2 separate regions of the Oryctolagus cuniculus genome follow, and region 1 is linked to region 2. Evidence: chromatin contacts called from public Micro-C data. All regions are on one chromosome and are shown on one strand. Each heading gives the region's core, a stretch centred on a gene start, on an enhancer-like site or on the middle of the called end of the contact. The rest is flanking DNA. Distances are from core to core; before and after follow the strand shown.

Region 1 (4,958 bases), core at 1,253-3,752, 170 kb before region 2:
TCTTTCCTTTTTCTAAAGAATGTACTTTTAGGGACCAGCGTTGTGGAGTAGTGGGTAAAGCTGCTGCCTGAGATGCCAGCATCCAATGTGGGTGCCTGTTTGTGTTCTGGCTGCCCCACTTCCTATTCAGCTTCCCACTGGTGGCCTGGGAAAGGCAGCAGAGGATGGCCTAAGTACTTGGGCCCCTGCCACCCATGTGGGAGACCTGTATGAAACTCCTAGCTCCTGGCTTTGGCCTGGCCTAGCCCCAGCCATTGCATCTATCTGGTTAGAGAACCAGTAGATGGAGCGCTCTCTCTCTCTCTCTCTCTCTCTCTCTCTGTTTGTAACTTCCTCTCTCTATGTAATTCTTTCAAATAAATAAGTAATTTTTTAAAAAAGCAATGTATTTATAAGGTGTATTTTTCTGACTGATGCATTTTTAAGATATACCCACTTATACCCACAAGTATATACAAGCACTACTATTTTCTAAATAAGTATCTATTATAAGTATCACATTTTCTAAATAAGTATCTATTATAAGTATCACACACACACACACACACACACACGCACACACACACACAAGGATCTTAGAAAAGTACTTAGCTGTTATCACATACCAGGCACATTTTAGTTTCAAAAACAATTGTACAGGGCCAACACTCTGGCATAGGTTAAGTGGCCATCTGTGACACTGATATTCCATATGCATGCCAGATCCTGTCCTGGCTGCTCCTCTTCCACTCCAGCTAATGACCTGGGAAAAGTAGCAGAAATCAGCCCAAGTGTTTGGGCCCCTGCCACCTACATGGGAGATAAAGTTTCTGGCTCCTGGCGTTGGCCTGGCCCAGCTCTTGCAGCCATCTATGGAGTAAACCAGCACTCGCAGGATCTCTCCCTCTCATGTCTTGCCCCTCCCCTACCCACTCCAAGACTCTTTTGAATAAATAAATTAAAAAAAATACAACTGGATAAGTATTAAGTTCCAATACATATTTTACCACCCATGAGTTTTCTCAACATATTACAGAAAAATTTAAACCCAGTAATTCCATTCTAACATGGTATTTAATTTTCTTTTCTTTCCTTTTTTTTTTTTTTTTTTTTTGGTCTGTCTTGGATACAGTTTTGATCATTTTCTTTTAAAGATTCATTTATTTATTTGAAGGGCAGAGAGGCAGAGAGAGAGAGAGAGAATCTTCCATCCTCTGGTCCACTCCCCAAACGGCAGCAACTGCTGGAGCTGAGCCAATCTGAAGCCAGGAGCCAGGAGCTTCTTCCAGGTCTCCCATGTGGGTGCAGGGGCCCAAGGACCGGGGCCATCTTCTACTGCTTTCCCAGGCCACAGCAGAGAGCCAGATCAGAAGTGGAGCTGCCGGGACTCAAATCAGCGCCCATATGGGATGCCGGTGCTGCAGGCAGCAGCTTTACCCACTACGCCACAGTGCCAGCTCCACAGTTTTAATCATTTGCAATACCAATAGACCATGGGATTAATTTATAGCAGCAATGTGTTAACAGGAAAGACATTATCCTGTTCTACTATTTGAAAATCAAACTAGAATTAGAATATTAATTTCAGTCAGTCCATCACCAGATTGGTATGCAGCGGCTGGAGAATTCTCAATAAAGATATTGGAAAGTCTTCAAAAAGTAATGTTGAAGAGAAAAAGTAATGTTGGGGCAGGTATTTGGCCTAGTGAAGATGTGGCTTGGATCACCTGCATTCCAGGTCAGAGTGCCTAGGCTGGAATCCTGGCTCCACTCCCAATTCTAACTTCCTGCTAATGCACACCCTGGGAGACAGCAGGTGATGGCTCAAATACTTGGGTCCCTGCCACCCACTTTGGAGACCTGGACTGAATTCTGGGCTCCTGGCTTCTGCCTAGCCCAGCCCCAGCTGTTGCCCACAATTAGGGAATGAACCATCAGATTGAAGATCTCTCTTTTCTATCTCTCCCCTTCCCCCCTTCTCCCCTTATAAATAAATACAAAATAAGTAAATAAAAATAAATAAATGTTGTGAAAGGGGTCAACCAGAGAGGGGTCAGTCCCTTTTAACTCTGGGAGCCTCTGACTCCAGATCTGTCTGCTCTTTTTTTTTTTTTCTTGGTTAATGGCACTAGGCTCACTGGTGGCACCGCTTTGGGTTTCAGGGTGGGAGCAGCGGTCATTTCCAGATTACTGGTTCGCAGCGTGTGCCACAGCGAATCTTAGTTGCTTTCAGATCACTGCCAATTTTAGGAGCGTGTTCATTTGCTTGGGGATCCGCCTCCCCACTCACTCTCAGGGTCCTTTGCCCTAAAGGACTTTGTCCTTTCTTTAGCAACTGGTCACAAAAGCACCCTCGGCGGCGGGACAGTCCCGCAGAAGCCCGTGGCGAGAGTCACTCTGTCTGCCTTGTCCCCTCGCGGGAGAGTCCACAGGAAGCAGTGCCTCCAGCGGTCTCGCGGCGGTGAAGCCGGCACCGGGGGCCGCTAGCGGACCGGGACAGGAGCCGTCGCCTTAAGGGTCGGAGCTGGCAAGAGCGAAGCTGGGGCCGCCACAGCCGAGCCGGGAACGCCGTTTGCCCGGGCCGAGGCGGAAGCCGGAGCATTTGGAGGACGGGACCGCGGGAACCCGGAAACGCCAGGGCTGCACCAAGCTGGCAACAGCGACGGCAGCGGGAGCTGGCGGCGCTGCGGGTCAGCGGTCGCGGCGGACCCGGCCGACTCGGCAGCCTGGGTCGCCCGGCGTTGCTGAGCCGCAGCCCCCAGTGCGCGCAGCCGGAGGAGCTGCGCGGGAGGTGAGCGATGAGTGCTTCTGGCTAGGGCCGGACGCCCGGAGGCCGGCGGCTGCGGGGCGGCGCCGGCAGCTCCTGGCGGCAGCCGGGGGCGGCGTGCTGGGTGGGGGCCGGGCTTGATGAGAAGTCAGTCTGGGTGAAGCGGTCTGGGTGGGCGATCTGAAGTCCTGGCTAAACTGGGGAGGGAGCCGATGAAGTGACGCCTTGTATCCCCATCGGACGACGTGCGGAATGTGCTGGGTGGAGGAGGAAACAGGTCTTGAGGAGAGGGGTGTGTCAAGCGAATGAAAACGGCTGTGTGTGCCTCAGAGCCCGGGGCGCGCCGAGCCCAGCGGCCGGGCTGCAGGCTGGGGTCGATCCCTGCTGCAGCTCCCGGGGGGTGTGTAACCCGGTGGTGTGGACGGATCCACCCGAGGAGGACCCTGCGCTCAAGAAGCAGGGACTTCAAGAAATGGAAAGGATGCCCTTGGTGAGGCTGTTAGGAAAACGAGGGCTGTTTGAGGCCGCGTGAGATTCCCGGCAGGACAGGTGTGGGGGTAGCGATGGGGGGGGAGTGAAGAGGGAGGGTTTCACCTCCACCTTCAGGAAGGTTGGTGCACACGAGTTAAAGAATAATGTCGATGTCCTTTCGTGACTTTGTAGTAGAAGTTGAAGTGTTGTATTATGTTCTCTTAACGTCAGTGTTTGAAAATGGAATGAGAGTTAAGTCTTTTTTTTTATTCTTTGAAAGCCAACATTTCAACTGGTAGTTACAGATGAAATTTCATAGTTTCCAATTTGGTGCTCTTACTGTGGTAAACTCAGGTTGTTTTCTTGAATCCCGGGGGTGATTTCCAAATTGGTATTTGGGATCCTAACTTTCCTCCCAGGTGTTGGTTCTACTTCAGCATCTCAGATTCTGTTCTTTCCTTTTTCATCCTCAGGACCTTTGTGCTAAATAGGCTCTTCTTTCCTCTTATTTGGACTATAGCAGTAGCCTCCAAACTGAACTTGCTACCCTCAGCTTGTCCCACTTCTAGTCACCCCCCCATACTATTTTTTAAATTACAATTTATTTATGCATTCATTCAGTTTTTATTTAATTATGAGAGAGAGCATGAGTGAGCCAGAATGCTAGCATCTGCTGGTTCACTTCCCAAATGCCCTCAACAGCCAGGGTTGGGCCAGGCTAAAGACCACAGTCAGTAAATGAGTCCTGGTCTTCCACGTGGGTGGCGGGTGGGGGCATCACCTACTGCTTCCCAGGATCCACATGAGGAATCCAGAGTGGAGTGGGGAGAGGGCAGCACTGTGGTGTAGTGGGTAAAGCCACTGCCTGCAGTGCCTACATCCCATGCAGGCGCGGTTTGAGTTTGCTCCACTTCTGTTCCGGCTCTCTGCTAATGATTGCCGGAAAGCAGTAGAAGATGGCTCAAGTCCTTGGGCCCCTGCACCTGCGGGGGGACCGGGAAGGAGCTCCTGGCTCCTGGCTTCGGATTGACTGAGCTCTGGCCGTTGTGGCCATTTGGGGAGTGAACCAGTGGATGGAAGACCTCTCTTTCTCTGTAACTCTGCCTTTCAAATAAATAAATAAATCTTAAAAAAAAAAAAAAAAAGTGGAGGATATTGGGCCCAGACATTTTGATTATGGGATGAAGACCACCCAAGAGATATCTTAACCTCCAGGTCAAATCCCCTTTCCTGTACTACTACTACTTTTTTTTTTTTTCTTTTAAACAAAACAAAGCATTTACTTGTTTTATTTCAAAGGCAGAGAGACAGAGAGAGGGAAAATCTTTCATTCACTGAGTCACTGTCTTAATGGCTTCAGTGGCTGGGCTGGGCCAGGCAAGAGCCAGGGGCTTGGAACTCCATCAGGGTCTCCCATGTGGATGGCAGGGTTCTAAATACTTGGACCCTCTTCTGCTGCTTTCCCAGGAGCATTAGTAGGTAGCTGAGTCAGAAGTGAAGCTGCTGGGACTTGAACCAGTGTTCTGATATGGGATGCCAGCATTGCAGGCAGCAACTTAACCCACTGTGACACAATGCCTGTGCATGACCCCCCACCCACTTCCTACTTGTGAAAGCTGAAGGTTTTATACCATTCTTTGGTGGTCATCCTCTCATGGTGACTCTGTTGACTCAAGAATATATTTAAAACTATTTAAGGAGGCATCAAAAGTCCTTCAAAATTTGAGTGTTTGTATGACTC
Region 2 (5,476 bases), core at 1,716-4,215:
AGAGGGAACAGCAGGAGTAAAAGTAAGGATCAGAAAAGTATCAGGTGCATTCACAGTCTAAGAATTTTTATGTGACTAAAATACTGGAGAGTAGCTCAGGAAAAAAAAAACCTGAGAAAGCAGGTTATTACTAATTATGGCTTCAAAACTTTGCATCACTTTCCTCAAGCTAGAGTTCCTTAACCATTAACACAGTCCTCAACTGAATGTCCTGCTTGTCAGATTTTAGTTCTTACATTGTATCATGCATTCATCAGACCTTATTAGTAGCTAAAGTTCAGCAAATGCTTATTATGCTCTAAGCACTGTTCTAAGCACTTTACATGTATTAAGTAATTTCATCCTCATAAGCCCATGAGGTAGGTACTATTATTATCATCAACTTAGAGATGAAGTTAATTACACAAGATCAAGAAGCGGTAAAACTTGGATTTAAACCCAGGCAATCTAGCCCCAGAGCCTTAATTCTTAACCTGTGCTATGATATCCTTCAAGGAAAATCTTTTCACTTCCCCTATTAAAGTCTGAGTTCCTTGAAGGCCAAAATAATAACTTGTTTTTGTTATTGTTACTGTTAGGGGGAGAGAAGGGCCAAGTTTTATATCCTCAGCACATGGAATAGTTCCTGGTTCCCGGTACATTTAGGCACCTGTGAACATTTGTTTGCTGAATTGTCCTTGAATAACTGAGTCTCAGTTGTTCTTCCCATAGGTCAGAGGTGAGCAAATTATTCTGTAAAGGGCCAGACAATAACTACTTCAGACTTTGCAGGCCATGAGGTGCCTGTCACTGACGATTATTCATCGCTGCTCTTATTGAGCAGAAGCAACCACAGACAATTCATAAATAAGCTTGGCTCTGTTCCAGCGAGACTTTATTTACAAAGCAAAAACAGCAGGCTATTTGGCCCACAGGTTCCAGTTTGGTGACCCCTGCCACAGCTGAAAGGAATACAAGGATACTACAAAAACTTTGTGGAAAACTGAAATTCAAAGGTAAGTTTACTTTTTGGTGCAAAGATATCTTGACATCCATGCATATAAGGGATGTTCAAAAAGTTCACAGAAAGGTATATGATGAAAAAACTATGCATCACAAAAACATTTTTGTGTATCTTTTAATTCCATTTGTTCATGAACTTTTTTAAAGGACTATTGTACAAAAAAGGTTCCTAAACAGGCAGAGCAAAAGGGTTGTGCTTTCAGATTAACTGTCATCACACAGCAATGGAGCAGCACTAAGAGATTCAATACTGGAGTCAGAAGTAATGCCCCCCTTTCTTTTCTTTTATTTGTATAATCATTCTAGAACAGTGTTGCCCAATAGAGACACAATGCAGAATACAAATGTGAGCCATGTGTATGGTAATAAATTACCTAAAAGTCACATTAAAAAAGTTTAAAGTGAAAATTAATTTTAATACTATTTAATTAAACTCCAAAAGAGTGCCATTTTAACTCATTAACAATATAAAATTTTTATATTCTTCTTGTATAGCAAGTCTTCAAAATCTATGGTGCATTTTACACTTCCAGCACATCCATCTGGATCAGGTCCATTGCAAAATGTCCCATAACCAACCACATGCGGTTAATAGCTACCACACTGGACAGCACAAAACAATATACGACTAAAATAACCTACAGATTTCCATATGCAGCAGCTGATCTTGGTATCATCTCCGATCTGGCTTGCCCAGTGGTTATGGATCTAATTCTAAGCTATAAACTAATTTCACATTACTAACAACTTAATATATCAATGCCATCTCTTTTTTTATGTTGCATTTCCACACCATTTAGTTTTTACTTACATTTTCACACTCGAACTTCATTACAACTATGTGGATGGGCGTACTGGTATATCAGTTTCACAAATGAAGAGAGTTAACACTCTGAGAAGCTGAGAGTACTAGTGGCTGAACATCCTGGGAGGAGGGGCAATTAAGCCTCCCACCCTCAAGTCAAATCTCTTTTTTGAAGCCCAAATATCATCACCGCCTTACTCCAAGTGGCAATTCTACATTTATGGCGACACAAGCCTTTTTTTCCTCCATGAGACTGTAAAACTCAAGAAAAGGCCTTTTTCCTGGCCATCCTCAGTGCCCGGTAAGGTTTCGGTATTTCCTCAATGAAATAATAAAGTTTCTAATTTTCTCACTGCTGTCGGTTGAACGTTATTTTTATGTTTAAGTAACATGTGAACAGCTCAAAGTGCACCAACAAAATTACATTTTTTTTAGCTGTACCTTAAAAATTAGCTCCCAACATATTTCCAAGGAAAATGCGGGAAAGGCTGGGAGCCAGGCCTCGGTTCTGGTGCTGGCCCTGCCATGAACTCCCTCGGGCCTACTGAATCTTTCTGGGCTGGAGCGCTTATTTGCCAAAAAGGAGTAGGGATATCATCTCCACGATTCCCAGCAGAGCGGAGATTTTTTGATATTAACCTGGTGTGAGTCGGTTTCCCATATCCCCACACCCTTGGCGTCCCCCCTGCAACGGCCAACTCGGTGCGAGAGGTAACCCCTGGGTCCCAGCTGGGTTCCCTCTGAGCGCCCCCGGGGGCCGGCGAGACACCCAGCCTCAGGCCGGTGCCCACCGGCCAGGGCCGCCATCTTTCCCCACTGGCCCGACCACAACCGTCACCCGCGGGCACTGGCTGGCGCCGACCTCACCTCTCCTCGCAGTCTTTGCATTTCACCAGCAACGGAACCAGCTGCTGGAAGAGAACTTGGCTCATATTGGACCGCAGCCCCGGCCGATGCGCGGAAAAGTCCAAGAGGCCCTGCCCTCGGTACTAGCCCGAAAGGCGTCCGGGTTCTGATTAGAGTAGTTTGAGTTTGGCGCTCCGAAGCGGCGGAGTAGGCGGGGAAAGAGAAACAGGAGAGGCGTAAGAAGTTTGGACCTCGTCAGCCACCATCAGCTTCTTCCGGTTTTGGAGCCTGGGAAGAGCTGTTTCGGAAGTTCCGGGCATTAGCCTATGTGGCGGGACGTGAGGCCACCATGTTTGTTAAGGGAAGGGGACGCGGAGGAAGCTGACAAGTTTCCCTCTCGTCACTCTATGCTCGCCACCTGAAGCGGGTCCTGGATTATGGCGGCTTCTGCGCCCACCCCGCCGGCGACTGGTTTTCCAGCGGAAGGTAGATGCGGTTACTTTGTGGAAAAGAAGAAGCGGTTCTGCAGGATGGTGGTGGCCGCCGGGAAAAGGTTCTGTGGCGAACACGCCGGAGCCGCGGAGGTCTGGTATCGCCCTACTCTCCCGAGATTCGGAAATAAGTTTCTCTGTCCCGTCGGTGCTGGAACCCCGCCCCTCCCCTCTTTGACAGGTTTCTGCTTCTGTGCCCTGGATTCTCCACCGTTTGTTTTAAATGAACGCAGTTCTCACCCTGCGGAGCAGTGATGAGCAGTGTGTTCTGTTCTTTCAGTAAATGAAAGGCTAGCCGTGGTCCGTTTACCTCGATCCTAAATCGTGCTAATGCTAGATTTTAATTTTACTCCTTGCACTCTGCACCCCTCTGCTGTCCTAATGGGAAATGATAGTTGAGAAAAAGTAGTGATGGAAGTCCCGAGAACACTGATCTAAGCATTGTTTCGTGGACAGTAGCCACTTTTCATGAATGCGGTTGAGGATCTTTAAAAATGTATTTACATTTAAAATCCTTAGAAAGCGATTTATGACTAGTTTGCTTACATGCGGAAGGGAAAAATTTTAAATGTATAAGAACTGTCCTTTTAGAATAGAAAAATGTAGAATTTTGTGTGATAATACTGTTATAATTGTGCTATGGAACAATTCTGTATCACTTTAGAAGATACACATACATATATGTGATAAGAAAGTAAGAGTAGGTGCTGAAAGAAAGAGCATAACTGATAAGATTAGAAAGAATAAACCAGATAGACCAGCATCTGGTTCATGCCTTTAATATAATTTGTGTTCCTTTCTTAGTTTATGCTTCTAGTAATATCCCGTGTCAGTCTGTCTCCTGGACCCCTTCCCCTGCTACTGTCCATCATAGCCATGACTTACTTCCTATTTTAGTTTGACTGATATTTACCTAGAGTGAAGCATACTGAAACAAGCACCTTCGTGTTTTGGAGTTTGAGAGAGCGGCTTATTGCAGGAACTCTGAAATATACCCAGATTGTATTCGTTGGTTTTGAGGGAACAGCAAACATTCCTTTGTTGAAGAATGAGATTCTTGATTGTAAGAGTTTGTTCCACCTCTGTTACAAGACTTTAGACTTCACCTTATTCAGATATCTGGAAGGCGTCTGCAGAGAGTGATAGTAATAGGACATGGATAAGTCCTTACAAGCTGGTTGGTATTCCTGGAGTGGAATGACAGCTAGTTATTAGTCCCTTAAAGAAAGACTGGAAAGACCAAATAGAAACACTTTCCAAGGCCATGCTTAGATTTTTAATTGTGGCCATCTTCCTGAATCTGTAATTTTTGATGGAACTAGGTATTGTGACTTTTATCTTTTTTTAAAAAAATCATATATATGATAATATTACTTGTACTAATTTTTTCTAGTGGTTTTCAGGGATAATTTTGTCTCAAGGTGGATACCTGGCAATGTCTAAAGACATTTTTTAGCGCTGGTGTTGTGGCGTAGTGTGTGAAGCAGCCACGTAAGACACTGGCATCCCATATGGGCACTAGTTATTCCACTTCCAATCCAGCTCCCTGCAAATGGTCTGGGAAAAGCAGGAGAAGTTGGGCCCCTGCTACCCATATGGGAGACCTGTAAGAAGCTCCTGGCTGCCACCTGGCCCAGCCCCAGCTGTAGCAGCCATCTGGGAAGTGAACCAGGGGCTGGAAGATCTCACTCTCTCCCTCTCTCTCTCTCTCTATGGCTCTGCTCCTCTCTGTATCTCTCACTTTCATATAAATAAATCTTTTTTTTTTTTTTTTGACAGGCAGAGTGGACAGTGAGAGAGTGAGAGAGAGAGAGACAGAGAGAAAGGTCTTCCTTTTTTTTTTTTTTTTTTTGCCGTTGGTTCACCCTCCAATGGCCGCCACGGCCGGCGCATCGCGCTGATCCGAAGCCAGGAGCCAGGTGCCTTTCCTGGTCTCCCATGCGGGTGCAGGGCCCAAGCACTTGGGCCATCCTCCACTGCACTCCCTGGCCATAGCAGAGAGCTGGCCTGGAAGAGGGGCAACCGGGACAGAATCCGGTGCCCTGACTGGGACTAGAACCCGGTGTGCCGGCGCTGCAAGGCGGAGGATTAGCCTATTGAGCCACAGCGCCGTCCCCATAAATATTTTTTTCAAAAACTTTATTTGAGAGGTAGAGTTACAGAGAGAGGGGAGACAGAGAAAAGTCTTCCATCTGCTGGTTTACTCCCCAAGCTGCTGCAACAGCTGGAGCTGGGCCAATCTGAAGCCAGAAGCCAGGAGCTTCTTCCGGGTCTCCCACACGGGTGCAAGGGCCCAAGCACTTGGGCCATCTTCTACTGCTTTTCCAGGTTA

What was found. Hi-C and Micro-C count contacts between places; a contact is called where the count stands out from the background.
Region 1: a contact with region 2 is called in a Micro-C map of ear pinna, with 5 times the contacts expected there. The contact joins the promoter of SLC35A3 here to the promoter of TRMT13 in region 2. A contact is called at or near these places in 2 of 6 Hi-C or Micro-C datasets (ear pinna and psoas muscle).

The regions. Positions count from the first base shown.
Region 1 is chr7:70,357,858-70,362,815 of mOryCun1.1, reverse strand. It overlaps SLC35A3 (solute carrier family 35 member A3), which reads left to right and starts at 2,502. Exons shown (of 8, transcript XM_008264828.4): 1 at 2,502-2,770.
Region 2 is chr7:70,185,671-70,191,146 of mOryCun1.1, reverse strand. It overlaps TRMT13 (tRNA methyltransferase 13 homolog), which reads left to right and starts at 2,965. Exons shown (of 11, transcript XR_011390552.1): 1 at 2,965-3,237. SASS6 (SAS-6 centriolar assembly protein) reads right to left here and starts at 2,920. Exons shown (of 17, transcript XM_002715837.5): 1 at 2,675-2,920. The coding sequence starts at 2,739.